Linked DNA regions of Salmo salar: regions 2 and 3 are each linked to region 1. The links are chromatin contacts, called in public Hi-C maps. All regions are on one chromosome and are shown on one strand. Each heading gives the region's core, a stretch centred on a gene start, on an enhancer-like site or on the middle of the called end of the contact. The rest is flanking DNA. Distances are from core to core; before and after follow the strand shown. Region 1 holds the start of mef2aa (myocyte enhancer factor 2aa). Region 2 overlaps mef2aa (myocyte enhancer factor 2aa). Region 3 overlaps mef2aa (myocyte enhancer factor 2aa).

Region 1 (3,596 bases), core at 511-3,010:
CAGTCAATACCACCATGGCTCCTTCATAATATTGTAGCTGTAAATCTGTTCAATCCATCCAGTCATTAGTGCAGAAAAACACTGGTGTTGAGGTCATTCTCCTAACTATTCACTATGACCAGACTGCCTCTCATCAGGCTTGTAATTAGAAATAAAACCATACAAAACAGGTGCAATGACTCTTCCATTCAAAAGATTGAAGCATTGCTGTATTAATCCTTTACTGAGAATAAGTTTGATGCAGCTCCTGACTGTGGGATGAATACTTACTGGAGATATGCCCCAGGCTAACAAAACCCATCAGATTCAAACTATAAATATAATATATCATCAAAATATTCCCTTATAACTGAGAACAAGACATAGGCCTACTATAAGAAAACAAAATTGCTTCAAAAATATCTTATTGGTGGCAAACATACTACATTGCTCCATAGCAGAGGAGATGTTGCTCTAACTCAAGCAAATAGGAGTGATAAAAGCAAAGCAACAATAGAAGTTGGAGTAGCCTAGTTCTAAATGGACAAATGACCACCACCAGCTGACCAGCAACATGTAGATTTCAGGACTAACGATGCAAAGTATCTTTACCAAGAAACTGACACTGTATAGACTACTATTATTTGTTTATAACAAAGTAATCACGTTTAGGCTACTAACTTATTATTGTGAATTTATTAAAATAAGGAAATATTCTAGTCCACAACTAAGAAAATGCATTCGATTTTACAGTGGTATGCAATGGAATGGATAAAGTGAAGTTTTACTTGTTCATACAGCTGTAGTGCACATAGACGGTTATATTAATTAGCCTAGTGTCTACACAGACAATTATAAAAGATTTCAGAGCAACCAAAGTAAAAAGCCGAAAAGTAATCTGATGGCATGTAATCTATTGTGATGTGATGACATTGATGTGAACGTAAAAAATATATATTTCAACGTGGGTAATACAAAACCAAGTAAAATTGCAAGCAAACGCATTCCTCCCCTTGTCTGAGAAGTCCACGACACTGTTAACTCTACGATATTGCGCGCTCACAAACATAATCAGTAAACAAGTTATAGTAAAGTCATAGCTAGGCATTAGTAATTCAAGACGATTGATATAATCTATTATTCTAAGAAATATCCTGAAATTGACAGACTACGATAAAGTTGATCGAATTACTGTAGGCTACCAAATAAGATAAAGCATAACTGTTTACTAATTTGAGCTATAAGAGCAAAGACGCACGGGCATCTAGGGTAAAATCAATGTATATCTAAAATAAGTGTCGCCTATTATTAGGCATACTAATAAACAATAGTTCATACTATATTCATCCAAAATATAGACACAGAAACTGCCATGGCATAATCACATAGCGCTACATGTAGGCTACAGTATGGGATGGTTTTTCGATCCCAAATTCACTCTACGTCTTCCTCTTGCGCTTTCTCTCTCTCTCTCTCTCACACTAGTGCCCCTCTGTGCAATATTTGTGCTATTTTTGCTACTCACCTTGTCTCCCAAGTTCCTCGTTGTATATAGACACTCTATATCAGAGGCTCCAATAGACATACACGTAATTTCAGTCACATTTACACACGAACTGCTATTTTAGGGAGCAGACAAACTCAGAAGAGCCAGTCTCTTGTCAGTGAGAGACTCCTCCTCTTATCTGACTAATACCAGACGAGGTAGAAATCAACCTCCTCCCACTCGTCTCATCATCACTACAAAAAACTTAGGTTTGTAGCTTAGTCTACATTGTAGGCTACCTATATCATCTGGATTTCCAAAAGGTGACTCTAAAAAGTGAAAAAGTATGTGGAAAGGACACTTCGCGAGCGGGATATCTATGGTTTGTAATACATGTTCAATGATATTAGCATTATCATTTCAGTCTTACTACATCATTCTTTGAAATCTTAGAGTCAAAATAACACTCCTTTAAATGTTAAAACTCGGCTACGTTTGTTACTGATCCTCTTAGGTAGGCAGCTACAGTCAAGTGGTAGCTACAGTCAAGTGGTTGACACATGGGTAGTGTAACGCAACAAATTATCTTATTGTAAGTGATTGACAGAGTTTACTTGTGGCAGAAACTACAGTCAAATTAATTGAAACTACAGTATGAAATCTCAGCAACAAGTTTTTTTTTCTGGTGTTAATTATGATTGTTGGCCCCAGTCACCTCACACCCCTTAGATACGATTGACGTCATATCTCTAAAAGACAACAGCAGCATAGGACCATTGATTTTGAAAGGACATGTTTCTGATCCAATAGAAATCCTCAGCGGCTGGTCAGAACCAATTACAGAAGGGAGGTGGGACCTGTAAAACTCGCATGTGACAAAGTCACGTGTAAATGCAGGATCTGAGGAAGAGGTGTGGTGCAGATCCTGATCTCAGATTGTTTTTACCGGGATTTAAAGGAACATGTGCATGTGAAAGGAAACGTAGGTCAATTCTAGTTTCAATTTCTTTATTTAAAAAAAATAAGATTTTGCATTGGCACCTGACTAGAATGGGTTTTGGAAACATCTAGAAAACAAGTAAATGATCTGCCACCATATTTCCGTCAATGTGCACAGTAAGCACGGGAAGGTTCATATAGTTGTGTTTTCATATTAATTTTTATTTATATTCGTTTTATTTGAAATTCAGTTTAGTTTCTGATTTGTTAGTGTTTATTTAGTTTTAGACCAAGTTGTATAAAAATATTTAGTTTCAGTTTTAGTGTTGTGTGGGAGGCTAGGGGCCATTTGTGTTGTATAGTTTTTAAAATTATAATACATAAGGTGATGGGTCAGGTCAAAGGTTAGATTTACATTCAATCTCAATATGGCTTGGATTTAAAAGGAATCATGCGAGACTGGTGCAAAAAAAATATGTTAAAAGGAAACTCCCTCGCCCATGTTTACACCAATCCAATGCTTTTTAACTGTAGTACATGTAAGAATTAAGTTAGATATTAGGGCTGGGAGTTGCCAGGGACCTCACGAGACGATATTATCACAATACTTAGGTCTCGAGGTGATATGTATTGCGATTTTCACAATTCTATATGTATTGCGATTTGATACTGCAATTTTATTCCAATTTGATGTTCCAGACATATTACTCACTATATATCTGCTGCAGATACAAGAGAGAGCATGAGAAAATTTGTTTTGATCAGTCATGGAAATATAAGTACTGAAAACATGTTGGTTCAATATTTAAAAAGAAGATGGAGAACAAGCTATAAAATGAAAAATACCAGAGTTTTGGCGCAGGTACAGCCGACTAGCACTAGCTAATGCTACCTACAAATCGATACTTGGGATTCAAAGTATCAATAGAATATAGTCCAAAATAATCTTGCAATATTTAACTGTATACATTTTTCCCCCCCATCACTATTAGCTATAGCCACATTTTTCAAGTGTGGGTAACTGTTAGCCAGACTAGATTCCAACCTTACGGTCATTTTTTATTTTTTTTATTTTATTTTACCTTTATTTAACTAGGCAAATAAGTTAAGAACAAATTCTTTTTTACAATGATGGCCTAGGAATAGTGGGTTAACTGCCTTTTTCAGGGGCAGAACGACATATTTTTATCTA
Region 2 (3,596 bases), core at 649-3,148, 130 kb before region 1:
TCACCCTTTTGATGTTGAAATCCAAAGTCCTAATTGCCTGATTGTATTCCACAACTAAAAGTCATCTAGACGTGCCTGACCTCTAGACTTAAAAATTCACTCTGTCCTCCGCTATTCATGTTACCTTGCGAAACCCTCTTTGTCAAATGCAATGTCAATCCATTTCTTTGTGGACTCATGAACTTCCCTGAAATACTTTGGATAGAAGAGTCTGCTAAATGACCATGTTATAACACTTTAGCATTGTGTTTGTGACCATTTCAGAGTTTGACCTATGATTGTGGATCCACCACTATTCGCTACAGAAGGTTACTGATGTAAAACCGAAATGGATAAACTCTAAGGTGAAGAGTTTAAGTCAGCAAGCTCACTTTGACTTGGACTTAACCTCACATTGAATAAGTTCTTAACCTCTCATGCATCAATACATAACTATGTCAATCTAATTACTTCATCAATCCTGAGGCTCTAACGTGACTCATTTGGAAGGCTCTCCACTTTCAAATAAACTGTGTTCAAGAAACTAAAACTGACTAGTTAGGTCAACTCAATGAAAAACTGTAAAGTAACTAAATCTTTGTAGCTCATATAAAGTTGTCAACGAGGTACCAGTCAATGTAATATATTGATACAGTACTACTAAGCCTGCATATTGTGCATTTTTGTTTCACCTTGGGATTACTGGGGTCTCTCTGTATGTGAGGCCTAATGTTCTGCTACACAAGAGACTAACTGGAAGCCCCTCTTCCAACTTCCCTGTGCCCTGGCCAGGACTGTCTTAATACCACACTCAATCAATAGCATCAGGAAGACACGACAAGGGCGACAAGATATTATCTGGCTCACACTGGGCCCCTGATTAAGCCTTCATCCCCACTCTGTCACACTGAGATGTGATTAATTTAATACCATTATGGCCTAATGACAGGCTGTCTGCAGACCTGCCAGCCCCCAAAGCCCCCTATCTGGAATGTTGCGTTTCCACTGACAGAGCAGAGCAGGCCCTCCCTTTCGTCTCAATACTACTGACACATTCAGGACTTCTAAATTCTCTCTGTCTGAACCATTCTACCAGTTAGATCTAAAATAATGCTTTGTCTTTGTGACGTGTGGAGCTCTACCACTTCCAGATGCTGGCATGGTAACAGTACCATACACATGTTGATTCCCTGCTCCAGGCTGGTGGATGGATGCCCACGCCACGGGCACCCCTGATCCAAACAACGCCTCTGTCTCTTGGAGGAACTCCCGTTGCTGAGAGCTCCAGCAACATGCAGGTTGGAAAGAGTCTATTACTGGCCAATTTCAGAACACTTTTTCCTCTTTCCTTTTCTTCTCATTTAGATTGATGAGACAGTCTAGTGCAGCCTCCGGTGCTCTGTACCTTCATTATAATAATTAGAGAGGGCCTATCATTTCAATATGAATAATTGAGTGACTGGGCCTCAGAAATATAGACCAACTAGCTATAGTGCTGTTTGTGTTCTTGGCACTGTCCAGAATCTTGCTCCTGTAGGTGATCAAATAAAAATGCAGCATGAGAACGAATGCCACTTGCTGATTGCTGTTGATGGAAGTGAAACTAAGCTGCACGTAAACCAGTCCCACCAGGAAGAAAGGGGTCCTCAGACAGCACTGATATCCTCAGGACATTGTCTTCTGCTCCAAAACATTTCCAGCATGGCACGCTACACCACAATGATACGGTCACGATCCTGTGTAGGGAAAATAAAACTCCCTCTGTTGCACACATGTGAGGGGAAAGGAGAATGCTTCTAAGCCAGAATCTGAGCCGGCCCTAGGACTGAGAGATACATAGTGTTCCTACAGTCTGCTCATGTGCAGTGAGGAGTGGGGACTGTAGGCTACTCACCAGTGGGGGCATCATGCCTTTGCTGGATGGGGGGATCACCACTCTCAGGTCTGGCTTGCGGTTTCCCATCCCCATGTTCACTCCAGGGGGCGGTGGAGACTTGGTGGGCATGACTTTCCCCAGGCCGTTCCCGCTGGGTGTGCCCAGGAGTCCCGGAGAGCCCCTGGAGTTGACAAAGCCACTCCCTGGAGAGACACACAGAGACAGAAGCCATCACAGGACTGTGAGCCACCACAACAACAGGCATCTGCCAAATCTCCAACCATTTAAAGCTGCATAGCTTGCTACGGCACGCAACGTTAAGTGTTCCCAACCCTCTGGGAAGTTTTAATAGACTCTGATAATTATCCTGCACATTTACCAAAATAAAATGTCCATTTCAGAATTGATGAGCCTTTCATTCTTCCTGTGAGTGACGATATCAAAGTCAACTCCTTGTATCCTGGGATGAGGAGCAATTCACTTAACAAATGTACTGTGACTGCTGTTTAAGGTGGGAATAGCAAGCCATTACAGTTGGGTAAAACACTTTGCTAAAAGATTGTTACTTTTTTTTAAAGTGACAATATGGGAATACTATGTCTGGCTACGCAAAACTATGTACTCATAGTACTGTATTCGTGGTACTACATACATTTGTGTGAACTGTAATTTCCTTGTTTTACTCTAATGGTAGATTTACAGAAGAATGAGTCATAAGGCTGGTTTACCCCCCACCCAGAGTCATTTCCTGTGGCAGCAGCTCTAAAACAAAGTGAAAGAAAGCACAGGGCAATGACACCATCTCAGAGCTGATCAGGAGAAGGATCATTACAGTGCATGTCACACCATGCATATATGGAATGGAACTGATGTGAGGTATATATGCAATGAAATTAATGAAATGCTTTTTTTAAAGCTTTTTTTTTAAAGATTACAGATAGTACAATATTTTATTTGAAACAGAGGGATGAAAGAATCTATGCTATCTATTATTTCATCAACAGATCAGTGACACAATTCAACAAGTAACTGAGTACTCCATTGTGTTGTATAGAGCCTAGTGAAACACAAGCCAACTGCAGAATAAGCAGGACCTCGCTCTGTGAAATAATGGAACAATCACCTCTCTAGCTACAGATAAGAAACACCACAATACATGGCCAAATAAACAGTTATGAGACATACAATGGTATCTCACAGCTGAATCAACAGCATACGCAATGCAAACTACTATAGCTCCCAGCACTCGCTTTCATCTTATACTGGAAGTGACTGCTGCAAAATCCAAGGTGCACGCATATAATTAGCCATGTAAATGCCGTATACCTAAAAATAGCAGACACTGCTATTGCTTATGGCAAAACATCCAATACGTTAACATAAGCATAGGTTCATTGGAGGACAAGTACCATCTGGGTCAACAACCGTTGCAAAGAAAATATCTTCACTATCGGAAATTTGATAAGTCAGTGCAAATCAGAATTCTTTATTTCTAAGAAAGATAAATTATTTTCTGAAAGGCAAACTCTGGTTGTGGAATTCCACATAGAGGTTTCTTCTCTTCTCGGCTCTACTCAGAAACCATTGTGGGAGTGGGCGGGCAAATCAAGTGAGGCAATATCTGGGCTGGAGTTTGGGAGGGGGAGGGTCCTATCTTGCTTGATATGACTGTAAAAGTTGCAGCAACACAGCTTTCTGATAATGATCAGGCTATGATATCATTGTAAGGAATCCGTCCAAA
Region 3 (3,596 bases), core at 363-2,862, 77 kb before region 1:
TTTCCTGCAGATATATCCATGGCCTCATTGGCCTGCTCAGAATAATGTGTTTGTTTTGACAGTGCAGACTGACAGTACAGGTTAATTTAACTGACCTTTCCTGGAATCCACAGCAATACTTAAGCAACTGCACTGAACTGAACTGTCACGGTTGTCGTTGGTAGAAATGGAGGACCAAAACGCAGCAGGTACGTGAATGCTCATCTTGATTTTTAATTATCTTCAAAAATGAACATACAAAATAACAAAACCGAAAAACGAACAACTAACAAACAGTCTGGCAAAGCATAGGCTCAACACAGAACAATCACCCCAGAAACCCGGAAATACCCTTTACACAAACACACCACACCGAACCACATAAAACAAATACCCTCTGCCACGTCCTGACCAAACTACCAAAACAATTAACCTTATACTGGCCAGGACGTGACATGAACTGGATACACACAGCACAGTAATAGGAAACTAGCCATTTGCTTTGTTTTTCAAAACAAATCCATTACTTTAAAAAGAGCATTAGAACAAAATCAAATGTTTTTTTCTGTATTACATGATTACAGATAAGCCCAAGCAAACATGTTCAGGACTGACCCTTGCACTCAGTGCAGTTTCATTTCCAGTGACAAATGCAGCGCACATTCCCAGACACTGACAGCCTCAGTCTTTATAGTATGAATGCATGGATAAATGGACACTTCTATTCATATCCTACTCATTACAGACCAATTCCATAGAGAATCCGGTTGCAACAAATATATCAATACAGAGACGGCTTCAAAGACAATGTGCCAATACACCTTATCAGATACTCAGCTGAGCATTAGTTACAATACACTATCTCACTATGAAGTGTACTCCACTAAATCAAACCCCCTCTACTGGAATAAACATACAAACCAGGCATAGGTAGAAACTATTTGATGTATCATAGGTTATGAAAAAGAAGGGAAAAGCAAATGAATGTCATTTTAATAGAGCTTGAGAGACCAAAAGGTACATATTTGGTTTGCTGCTGGAATATTAACATTGGGATCAGCAGTTCATAAATCATAAATGCCCTAAATCTACTTTAATTCAATAATTATATGTCATTAGAACTGACATTAGTCTTAGCTTAAGATCTATTTCTAACATTGTGGGTGCTCAGAGAGAGCTACAGCGACATAACAGTAAGAATGAGAAGGTACTGCTGAAGAAAACAGATGAAGAAAATACCAAGTGGTGCCAATGATCAGTGAAATGAAATGAGACCATGATGCAAACTAATCCCGACATATGCTAAAGTACAATTTATGGGTAAATATACAATTAAATCATGGCACTATAAAGATAAAAAGGCTGCTGAGACTGTCTAAATGACTTTGTTAGATAGATGTTTAAACTGAGGAAGAGAGTATTGCCCAATGGGTTTTGAAATGCCCAATGGGTTTTGAAAACTAGCCAGATTATATCACTTTGCAGGCAGTGGTATCTAACCCTGATGTATAGTGTGGACATTGTATGGCTACTCTGTTAAAGTGAGAGTTTTATTTAGTGGTATAAGAATAAGTATAGTAAAAACATGCTTTAATCAGGGGAAGTGGGCTTTTAGATTCTCCCTCAGAGCGACCTTACGCAGGCGAGCCAGTGCAGCTAACCATGTGTACCCTTCAGCCATCTCAAATGTCAAACAAGGCTTTAGTGGATCAGAGGGATTCTGGCTTCTGGCCAACCCAAAGTCAAGTCGCTAAGTTAAGCACTTGCCAATTAAAATGTAATATTTTCATTTGTGTTGTCATCTGTGCATATCAAACATAAATTAGGCCCCTGACCCCTTTTAGATTAATCTTTCAAATTTGGTTAATCATCCAGGATTGGGAGAGTCAGTAACATCACTGGAGCGTGAGGTAAGTGCCATAATCCATGTGTGATGCCAGTAACTTTAAGGCAGACGAATCTCCTCAGCACATGGCAGCTCCATGTTCTCCTACGATGCAACACTTTGTCACATTATCATACAGTATGGTGATTACTGACTGTTCACGACTCGCACAAAATGCCTTTGAAATTTAAACTAAGTATTCAATTTGAGACTGAAGCTTGTAATTTTATCACAGCTTTCTTGTTTTACTGAGACAAATACTGTAAGGTGCATGTTTACAACAGACTTCATAGTATGCACTACATTCTATCTGTTCCAGAGAGCCAGCCCCTCTAGAGGAGTGGTATGTTTGAGAGGATTCAGTGGTGAAAGCTTCTCTCTGTGCCAGCCAGAGCCTCATGTGACTGTCCCCATTATCTTGGAATGTCACAATTAGAGATACACAGCACTCAGGCCTGAATCTGTGTCTGATAGTCCACAGAAGGAGCCTTCACCACTGGGCTATGATGTTTATTAAATCTGCTTACTCACTAAGCCAACATGACTATGTTCATAATATTCCAGGAAGATAACACACTAGAAGGCAAATCATTTTGATGATTAATTCCTATACTTGAGGAACAGTTGTTTATAAGAGTATGAACTAGTGGGAAGCCTTGGTGGGGTCACTTCAAACTGGAGTCAGACACTAAAATGAAAGGACAATGGTTTCCATCATATAATTACTGCATTATGTGGGCCACTGAAGTGCAGTTGTGTTGTGCATAAATACACAGCATGTCACGTTGTTGCACGAGATCTGGTGTCCACTGCCTGAGAAACATGATTCATTGGTCCAAATGAAAGGAATACATCAGGTAAAGTGCCAAGACTCAGATTGAGCAACTTATATATGACACAAAATATCCTCCTGCTGTTCCTCAAGCAATTGAGAATTGGAGAAAACACCAGCAATAAACATGTAAATGAGATTGCTAATTGTTTTGTCGCACGGTGTCAACCTGACCTGAAATTTGACTCATTACTCACTTAAGTAATTACACATCATGACCCCTTCATCTTGATTGAAAGTGACATCCATTAACCTATCAAGTCCACTTATGTGTAATATAATGCATCTATTACGTGGTGATAACCATCCTCTGATCTCTGGTCCACCTCTTATGAGTGGCAAAGTGCTCAAGACAGAAGTCTTTTGATTCTTCCTCTTTTTAGATCTAATATCATTACACAGAAATGTACTCAGAACATTTCCATGATTTTCAATTCCACAATTCAACGTCTATTTGAGGACTACATCATTAAATTGAATGCTCCACTATAATAAAATGAAAGAAATTCCATCATCATTTTTGCCTAATCAAATAAAGCATCCGTATTTTGATGGGTAGAGTGAAGGGTTTCGAACAGAGGGCTTCCTTTCCCTCTCCTCCTGTCGATCTTTCTGTGCTGACAATTTTCTTCCCTGTCACATCCTCCGCAGAAGCACCGGGAGGAAGATAATTGATCAATCAGGCTAATTGAACAGTCTGGACAGTTAGCCCACCATAGCAGATGTGCCAATTTGCATTAATTAAGACAGAGATGAGTCTTAATCACTGTACTGGCTTTGATTGACAACATAAACACCTCCTGTCGCAAATCCTGGATACACTCGCTCTTTTCTAAAAAGGAAATACAGTCGTTTCTATATGTCAGAGGCATTTATTTCATGATCCACTGCCAATGCGGT

The links. A called contact is a pair of places that touch in the nucleus more often than the background predicts.
Region 2: a contact with region 1 is called in a Hi-C map of muscle, with 4 times the contacts expected there. The contact joins the enhancer-like site here to the promoter of mef2aa in region 1. A contact is called at or near these places in 3 of 3 Hi-C or Micro-C datasets (blood, gill and muscle).
Region 3: a Hi-C map of muscle shows a contact between it and region 1, with 1.9 times the contacts expected there. The contact joins the enhancer-like site here to the promoter of mef2aa in region 1. A contact is called at or near these places in 3 of 3 Hi-C or Micro-C datasets (blood, gill and muscle).

Annotation. Positions count from the first base shown.
Region 1 is chrssa16:29,999,264-30,002,859 of Ssal_v3.1, forward strand. mef2aa (myocyte enhancer factor 2aa) reads right to left here and starts at 1,761. Exons shown (of 10, transcript XM_045697149.1): 1 at 1,505-1,761.
Region 2 is chrssa16:29,873,808-29,877,403 of Ssal_v3.1, forward strand. mef2aa (myocyte enhancer factor 2aa) reads right to left here. Exons shown (of 10, transcript XM_045697149.1): 7 at 1,874-2,058. Among protein-coding and RNA genes, the nearest start is that of mctp2a, 19 kb to the left of the region's middle. Within about 2 kb of position 1,899, at least 3 of the 13 cell types and tissues checked have an H3K27ac peak or open chromatin away from gene starts, as enhancers often do. A contact at or near this core is called in muscle, where this site is marked.
Region 3 is chrssa16:29,922,314-29,925,909 of Ssal_v3.1, forward strand. The region is part of intron 4 of mef2aa (myocyte enhancer factor 2aa); the gene reads right to left. Among protein-coding and RNA genes, the nearest start is that of mctp2a, 67 kb to the left of the region's middle. Within about 2 kb of position 1,613, at least 1 of the 13 cell types and tissues checked has an H3K27ac peak or open chromatin away from gene starts, as enhancers often do. A contact at or near this core is called in muscle, where this site is marked.